Regions from separate parts of the Sus scrofa genome. Here region 1 is linked to region 2. A link is a contact called in public HiChIP or PLAC-seq data. All regions are on one chromosome and are shown on one strand. Each heading gives the region's core, a stretch centred on a gene start, on an enhancer-like site or on the middle of the called end of the contact. The rest is flanking DNA. Distances are from core to core; before and after follow the strand shown.

Region 1 (3,635 bases), core at 444-2,943, 1.1 Mb after region 2:
ACATGTTGTGTCTTAGCTTTTTGCATCGTTTCGTTTTACCTTCCTCATTTAGCTGAAATGATCGCGGATATTTCACATATAAACGTGTTCCAGATTCTTGGATTCAGGCTCCTTGTAAATTACAGGACTCGGGTTTGGTCTCAGTTACGTTAAGTTTCATACAATACCAAAAAATTGAAAAAAATAATAATAAATTTCTGAGGGTGAGCGAGCGAGACGAGGTGGAGGAGGAAAAGAAACCTCGAGTCTGATTTCTGTAATTTACTAGCGACCCGGATCGCAGCAAATAACAGTGTAACACGAGTGTGGCTTAAGAGGGCTGGGGAGCTCTTTCTAGAGGCATCGACCCCATCCCCGGATAAAGGATCTGCAAGTTTTCTGTCATCGCGACCATGCAATGCCATAACTTACCTTCAGAATTAAGACTTTAAACAGCCAAGGCCTTCCTCCTCCCCTCCACCACCACCACCCCCAGCTTCGCCCTCTCCACCTTAAACTTATTGACACAACATAATCCCACATTCAAGCAAAATCCTGACACAGCCTCCCTCCTCCTCTTCCCCCTCCTCTCTTCCCTCCCGTTCTCTCGTTCTCTCTCCCCCGTTCTCTCTGGTTCTCTCTCTCTCTCTCTCTCTCTCTCCCTCTCGTCCCCCCCCCCCCCCCGCGCCGGCTTTCCCTCCCTCTTCTCTCTCCCCTTCTCCCTCGCCCTCTTCCCCCTCTCTCCCTATTCTTCCTCCTAGCCACTCTGGCACTAAAACAGCACTTTCTCTACTCGCCGCGCATTTGGTTAAGGGTGGGGGGGTGAGAGGGCACCGATCTCCGGGGCCGGAACACCCAAATCCCAACTCTCCAGATGAACGAGCAACTGGGCTGCTGTTCCCGGTCACCGACGCACACGAAACGTTCAATAAATACACTGAGGGTTGGCTCCTCGTACCTTCCTCCCCTGCCCCGACTCCCCAGGCCCCACCTCCCCGGCAGCCGAGCCCAGGCTGGGCTCCACGTACTTTCGCCGAGATGAAGTTTGGGGCTCCCCGGGCGGCCACGAGCCGCCCGCCGGCATGAGGGCTCTGTTGTTGTTTTCCTCGGGCTGCTCCTGCCTGCGCCCCGGCTCCCGTGCCCCTCTCGGGCGGCGCTGCCTGTGTGCCGAGAGGTGCTGGTTGCAAACGCAGCCTGGCACCGGCTGGCCTACTACTCCCCAGCCCGGCCCCCAGCCTCCCGCCCGCAGGGCACTGCCTCTGCGCCCCCCGCCCCCCGCCGGCGCGGCCGCCGCGACCCTCGCCCCCGACCTCTCCCGACCCAAAGTTTTGGCGGAGGGGGAAAGTGCCCGGGGAGCGGGCCGGCTGGCGGCGGCTCCGGACGCGCGGGGTTCCCTCCGTCTTCCTCAAGTCCAGCCTACCGGCTGCCGCCGCCGCCGCCGCCGCTGCTCCTGCCGCGGAGTCCTTGGGGCTGCAGCCCGGCGGCTCGCAAGTGAGTAGGAAAACAGAAAGTGAGGGGAGAGCGCCCGGGAAGGGCTGGGAATGGGGGGCTCTTACCTCGCGGGCTCGCGGGGCGTGAGGGCGTGTGTGTGGCTCGCCCTCAGCGGCCAGTCAGGGGTTCTCTATGGGAAAGTGGAGAGGAGCTCGCTGAGCCGCTCTGCCTCCGCTTCACTGTACACTGCTCCACATACAGTACATGCAACCCGGAGAGACTGAAAACACTCATTTTATATAAGGCAGCCTGCCATTGGCCCGTGCCGTGACGGACAGGCCGCGCGGCCAAACAGAAGACCCGTTACACCCAAACACACGCACACATACACACATTTTACAGAGACACACAAAGATCATCACATTTTCTATTTTCTAATGTTCGGGACCTGTAGACAGTAGGAGAGGACAGGTAGAGAGGCCCAGCAGAGTGGGTTGAGGGGCAAAAACCCTGTCTGCACCAAGTTGCAAGGCTTGAAACTGGTGTCCTTTTGACTTGGGAGGGTTATAGTAATAAACTACAACTCCACTGGATATGGAAGTGAGGGTTTTTTTTTTTTTTTTTTTTTTTTAATCGTTGCCTTGTGGTGCCCCATGGAAGAGGCGTGCATTGTGTTATGATTCTACAGCCTGACTTGGCTAACAAGTGGCCAGGAAAGGCTTTTAATCAGCTTGGATTCTTTTATCAATGGGTTAGCTATCACACAGGCCAAAATAGTGCAAGATAAGTTTATTAGGACTGTAATACATTGAGGTTGTTGATGCTTCATTCGTAGGTAAATTGAGAAAAATCAACACAACGGTACCCAGAAACAAAGATAAACATTTTGCTGAAATAGTGACTCTACTTGTAGCTGATCAGAGGACTGCAAATCACCTGTGTGGGCATACAAACAGTACCGAAAAGTAGACTAAGTCGTGGAAGATTGGTTGTTGACCCTTTTCCTTCAAAATAGGCCTTTTGAATCAATATATGCAAGATCTATATTTTTGATATTTTATATATGATATTTACTTTACTTCAAGTCATATGTGAACATCTCATGTTGGATGACTTTGGGAGATGGTGACCCCAAGGACACTTATTTCTAATTTTTCTTTCTATGATGCATCTTTAACAGTTTATATTTGACAGTCCTACATAAACAAGTCAACAGGTTGCTGAGGAAAAGCCTTAGCTGGAAACTAAGAGAAATAAATTCTAGACCCAACTCTCAAACTTGCTAAACAATCTTGAGCAACTAATTTAGCCTCTTTAACTCTCAGATTTGGTTTGAGGTTTTGTTTTCATTTTTTCTTATAAGGTTAAAATAAGAAGCTTCCCCTAGTTTCCCTTCATTAAATGTTTATTCAGCATCTACTGTGTACCAGGCATTATCATAGGTCCTAGATGTTTTCTTATGGTTCTTTCTGATTTAAGAGTCTGTGAATTATTCTTAAACACAAACATTTTGATGATTAAATAAACATTAGGATTTTATGGACTAGATGTGTAGCTTTAAAACTTAAAGGAACACTGGATAAGAGAACTTATTTCAAATCCCTCTTTATTTCCTTGATGTTATCTTGAGATTTTTCTCTCACATCCATAAAGTTAGCAAATGAGTGTGTATGTGCTTGTGTGTGAAAGACTGGGAACCAGGAACAGATATGGAGAAAATTTAAGTTTATGAAGTATAGAAAACAAATGGTGTTATTTAGAAATGTGATGTTTATTTTTTAGAAGGAAATAATTTTTAACAGAGATAAGTATATAAAATCACATTTTAAACCTATAATAGTAAAGGTTATATTAATGATGCTCTGCATTTAGTTGCCAGAAGGAACAAATGTTCTTTATCCACTCTACACACTGCCTTGAGGTTAGTGCTAAGTATTATCTCTATTTTATCCATAAGAGAAATGGGATTGCTTAAGGTTACTCAGAATACCATTGAAGAAGGAACTTAAACCCAGGACTCTTAATACCCAACATAGGTTTTGAATAACTCAACAGCCCTTTCTTCCAAATTACAAACTTCAGGGGCAAAAGGCAGATGGAGGAAAAGTCAGAAAAAACTTTCTCAGGGATTTCACTGTCCTCTTTTTTGAAGAGGAAAAAAAAATCAACACGAGTTGCTATATTTAATTGCTGAGTGAAATGTGAATTATTTGCTAGAATATTCA
Region 2 (4,135 bases), core at 916-3,415:
CCGTTTCCGATATTAGGATACATAAATATCTCTTACTGAAAACTTCAGATCTTCTCATAGCTACCACAGTGGTACATCCTACTAAATTTGCATCAATTTTTCTTGTAGATTTTTTGAGAAAGAAATTATTTTACATCAAAATAAATACAGAAGAGATGCAAAATTTGTGACTGCTCAAGTTAAAATGCAAGATATTAAAGAAAGATGGCATTTGGCAGCAAGCCAGCTTTGACCCCTTTCTCTTAGCTTAAAATGTGGATGGATAATCATGACACACTTGTCATTACCAGTGAAAAGTCTGACACTGCCAAACTGCTATCACCGTATTTGCCAACAAGTTAAGATGTAACTACCACTTGCTGAGAACATAATTATGTCAGACAACTGTTCTAAATTCTTAGTTGGTTAACTCATTTTATAATAGCCTGACATGACTTCATCTCTACTACTCTCATCCCTTCTACTCCAGCCATAGCGGTGTCCTTGCTCTCCCTTATACACACTGCTAGACTCCCATTTCAAGGCCTTTGCCCTTTCTATTCTACCTGGAAATTTTTCCCCTTAGAAAGCATGACTCTCTTCTTCAGCTTCTTGAAGTATTTCCTCAAACTGCTTTCTGCATTCTGACTCCCATTTCCCTTTCTTTTAAACCATTACTTTAGAACGGTTTAAAAGAACCATTCTATGGGTTCTTTATTTTTTTCTCTATCTCTCTTTTCTTATTGTTTATTATTTATTGCTTTTCTTTCCCCTTTCAGAATGTAATGGAAGAAATTTTTTTTTATGACAGTAGGACTTTTATTCACTGAATCTAGTGCCTAAACCCGTGCCTCTAATTATTTACTGAATGAACAATTCCATGAAACAGGTATTACTGTTAGACTTAACTTTATGAAGAAACTGAAGCAATGAGAATTTGCCTACGGTCACACAGTAAAAGGCAGAGCTATAATTTGTAAGCAGACAGCCTGGCTCTATTCCTCACCATAACTGCATGGTCCTTTTAATTTTTGTGGTGAATTCTAGATGTTCTTAGCTATCTAGTATATTTCCTTTACTAGACAGTTCTCTCCCTGACTGGAAGATCTAGCCTACTTTATAAATCAGTACTTGTTTACAGAATGAATGAATGCATAAATACATTAATCACCCAATGATTTATATATATGTCTCAATTATTATTTTAAGGTTTCAGATTTAATTTTTAAATTGTCCACTATAAAAGTAATTCCTGTCTTTAAAAATGTAGTGACGTAAAATAGACTTTAATTGACAAAACATGATTTCTGACAAAGGGTTTAATTAAAAGAACATGTACCCTATCCTTACAATTTCCTCCAAATTAGTTTTTAAGGCTTTATTCAACATTAAGCAAAATGCTCCAGAACCAGCCTGACTCATTTCATCATACACACATGCATACTATTAGCTCTGATGAAAACCCGCAAACAGTGCCATTTTCACAGACACCGAGATTTATAAAACAATCAATCATGCTAGATAAAAAGACACTTTCACTTACAAAAACTGACGCTAATGAGAACACCCTCCGGAGCAATACCTGGCCCAGGAGTCACCTGGAGTAGCCTTCTCGAATAAGTTTGACAACGACTATCATAAGGGCCTGACTAGCTTGCCACAAAATCCGAAAGACCATAGGTTTACCCTGAAAAACAATCCTTAATAGAAGGGTGGACTTCGGAGCGATTTAAAAAAAAAAAAGCACCCTTCCAGGCCGCCTCAAAATCTAGAGCCCAAGATTCTCCTCCTCAGAGCTCCTCACCGTGTCTAGACTAGGGGGAAGCGACCATTTCTCAGGTAGAGGATGATGCACAAAGAAAAAACAGGCCAGCCAGCGCGAAGGCCAAGGAAACAAACGAAAAAAGAGCTCACAGATAAATAGGAAGCCCCTGCGCCCGCCCAACCGCCCCTTCACAGGTGGAGCCGCAATTTCATTTCTCGCGAGAAGTCCTGCCTTCGCGGAATTGCGAACTAAAGCCTCGCGGCTTTTCAGAACAAGGGTCTGAAAGGACAGCCCCCAGCTCGCCTCACCTACTCATAAAATGCCCCGACCCCAACTCTCCTTCCTCCCTCCACCACTGGGCCCCTCCCTCCCTTCTCTTCCTTGATTGCAGTCCTCAGGTTGTCTAGGGACTTCCGGAGCTCGACCGGAACCGGAAGCTTCTGTGACCGAGTGGGTGGGGCCGAAAGTCAAAAAAAAAGCGCGGTGAAGCCGGAGCTGGCAGGGTGGTGGTAATCCCCGAGCGGGACTGTGGAGGGTCCCGATGGACTCCACCGCCTGCTTCAAGTCTTTGCTCCTGACTATCAGTCAGTATAAAGCCGTTAAGTCCGAGGCGAACGCCACCCAGCTTTTGCGGCACTTGGAGGTGAGGGGCTCCGGGATGGAGGACCAGATGGGATTCCTCTAGCCTTAGTTCACTTTGTGGCTGCTATATAGCGGCCTAACCTAGAAAACAAAGGACAGCTACTTGCTCCCTCCACTATTTTTTTTGTGTTGGTAAAGAAGGCAAGTGATTATTAGCTTTGAATTCCCACGGTTATCTATCTACCCTGTCCCAAAGTTCCCCTTTCAGCTGATTGCAGGAAGGAAAGAGTAACTACGGAAAGCCCTAGGAAGAGGGAGGGTGAGACCCAAGGTTGGGGTTTAAGCTGTATTTGGAGGTGTTATCTTTTTCTTTGCCTCTTATTTTGGTTTTTCCATTGTAACAGAGGCTTCTCAGAATGTATCTCTATTCTCAGAGGTGGAGGTGGTGGGGAGTAATGATTATGCCTTGTCACTTGGGCAGTTTACAGTCTGAACCTGTTGCGTGCTTACTGCTTTTATTTGAACTTATGTTGAACTCGAGTTTGAAAATTATTATTTCAGCTTTCTCTGGACTAAGAAGCAATCTCCCTCACTAGTAATTGCTAAAATCTGTTGCTCACAGTTTTTCAGTCCTAAAATGCTGAATTGTCACTTTTTCCTATATTTCCCAGTGATTTGCTTCTTGAGTGTACTTATTTTGTGTTAAAAGTTATACTCACAGTTTTTTGTGATCCTGTTTGTTTTTTAGGCTGTTAAACTCCTGCTATGCATTCATGGAATTCCAACTAATATTGACCTCAGTTTCATAAAAGACAATAATTAAGCTCAATCAAAGCTTACTTTAATTCTCTAACAGAATTATGTTAACATAGAATTGAACAAATAGAACATATTTTAAAATTAACGCTGTGATAAAAGGCTAAATAACCAAAGATTTAGGAAGATACCCTGGAGGAAGGCGATTGTAAATGGCACAGCAACATCAGCCTTGTGATAATTGGATGCACTGTTTTGTGGAGCTTCACTGGTATTCCTTTTCACTTCAGGTGCCAATCTCCTAAGAACATTCGTTTTCTTTTTTCATGTCTTATCTCCACAAATCCCTACAGTCTTAACAATGAAGGGGTTAGCTGTTAAATCCTAAGACTTTGCTTTTCAGTTAGGATAGGACAGTGTGCTAGTGGACCTCAGAAGCCTCAAAAATAAGCAGAGCTGATGGTTTTAGAATTAGGAATTGTTTTTAGATTCTAATCTGAAAAGTTAGCTCTCTTTGAGAATAAGCAGGTATGTTGTGAATCTGAAGGAAGAGTGTTATCATGAATTGAAAGAGACCTCAAATTTGAGACTTAGAGATTGGCTTCTTGGTACTGTGTTCTCAAAATTTTCAAGAGGTTTACTAAAAACTCTTCTACCATTTAATTTAGAGATAACATGCATACATTGCTTAAAGTTCATTAATCTTAAATGAGGAGCTTGATATTGTGAGTTTTTTTAAACTTGTGTACATGCAAGTAGCTATGACTTATGAAATCTATGAAATTTACTCATGTTGTCCTGGTGTCTGTACTTCATTCTTTTTTATTGCTGTTTAGAATTCCATTGTACAAATGTACCACAGTTTATATATATTCTCCTGTTGACGAACATTTGGCTTGTTTGCAGTTCCAAGTGGAATTATGAGTAAATCTATTATAAACATTTTTATACTTTTTATGGATGTATATATTCATTTCTCTTAGATACCTCATAGTAGAATTTGTTAGGTCTTAGAGTAAGTTTTAGTTGAAACTATCAAACAGCTTTCTACAA

Evidence for each region. HiChIP or PLAC-seq counts read pairs in DNA pulled down with a chosen protein or histone mark.
Region 1: an H3K27ac HiChIP or PLAC-seq map of alveolar macrophages shows a contact between it and region 2. The contact joins the promoter of BBX here to the promoter of DZIP3 in region 2. A contact is called at or near these places in 2 of 2 datasets of contacts at active chromatin or transcription factors (alveolar macrophages and skeletal muscle).

Annotation. Positions count from the first base shown.
Region 1 is chr13:152,003,385-152,007,019 of Sscrofa11.1, forward strand. BBX (HMG box transcription factor BBX) reads right to left here and starts at 1,694. Exons shown (of 18, transcript XM_021070469.1): 1 at 1,536-1,694.
Region 2 is chr13:150,931,880-150,936,014 of Sscrofa11.1, forward strand. It overlaps DZIP3 (E3 ubiquitin-protein ligase DZIP3), which reads right to left and starts at 2,166. Exons shown (of 31, transcript XM_021070425.1): 1 at 1,523-2,166. KIAA1524 (protein CIP2A) reads left to right here and starts at 2,186. Exons shown (of 21, transcript XM_021070432.1): 1 at 2,186-2,387. The coding sequence starts at 2,286.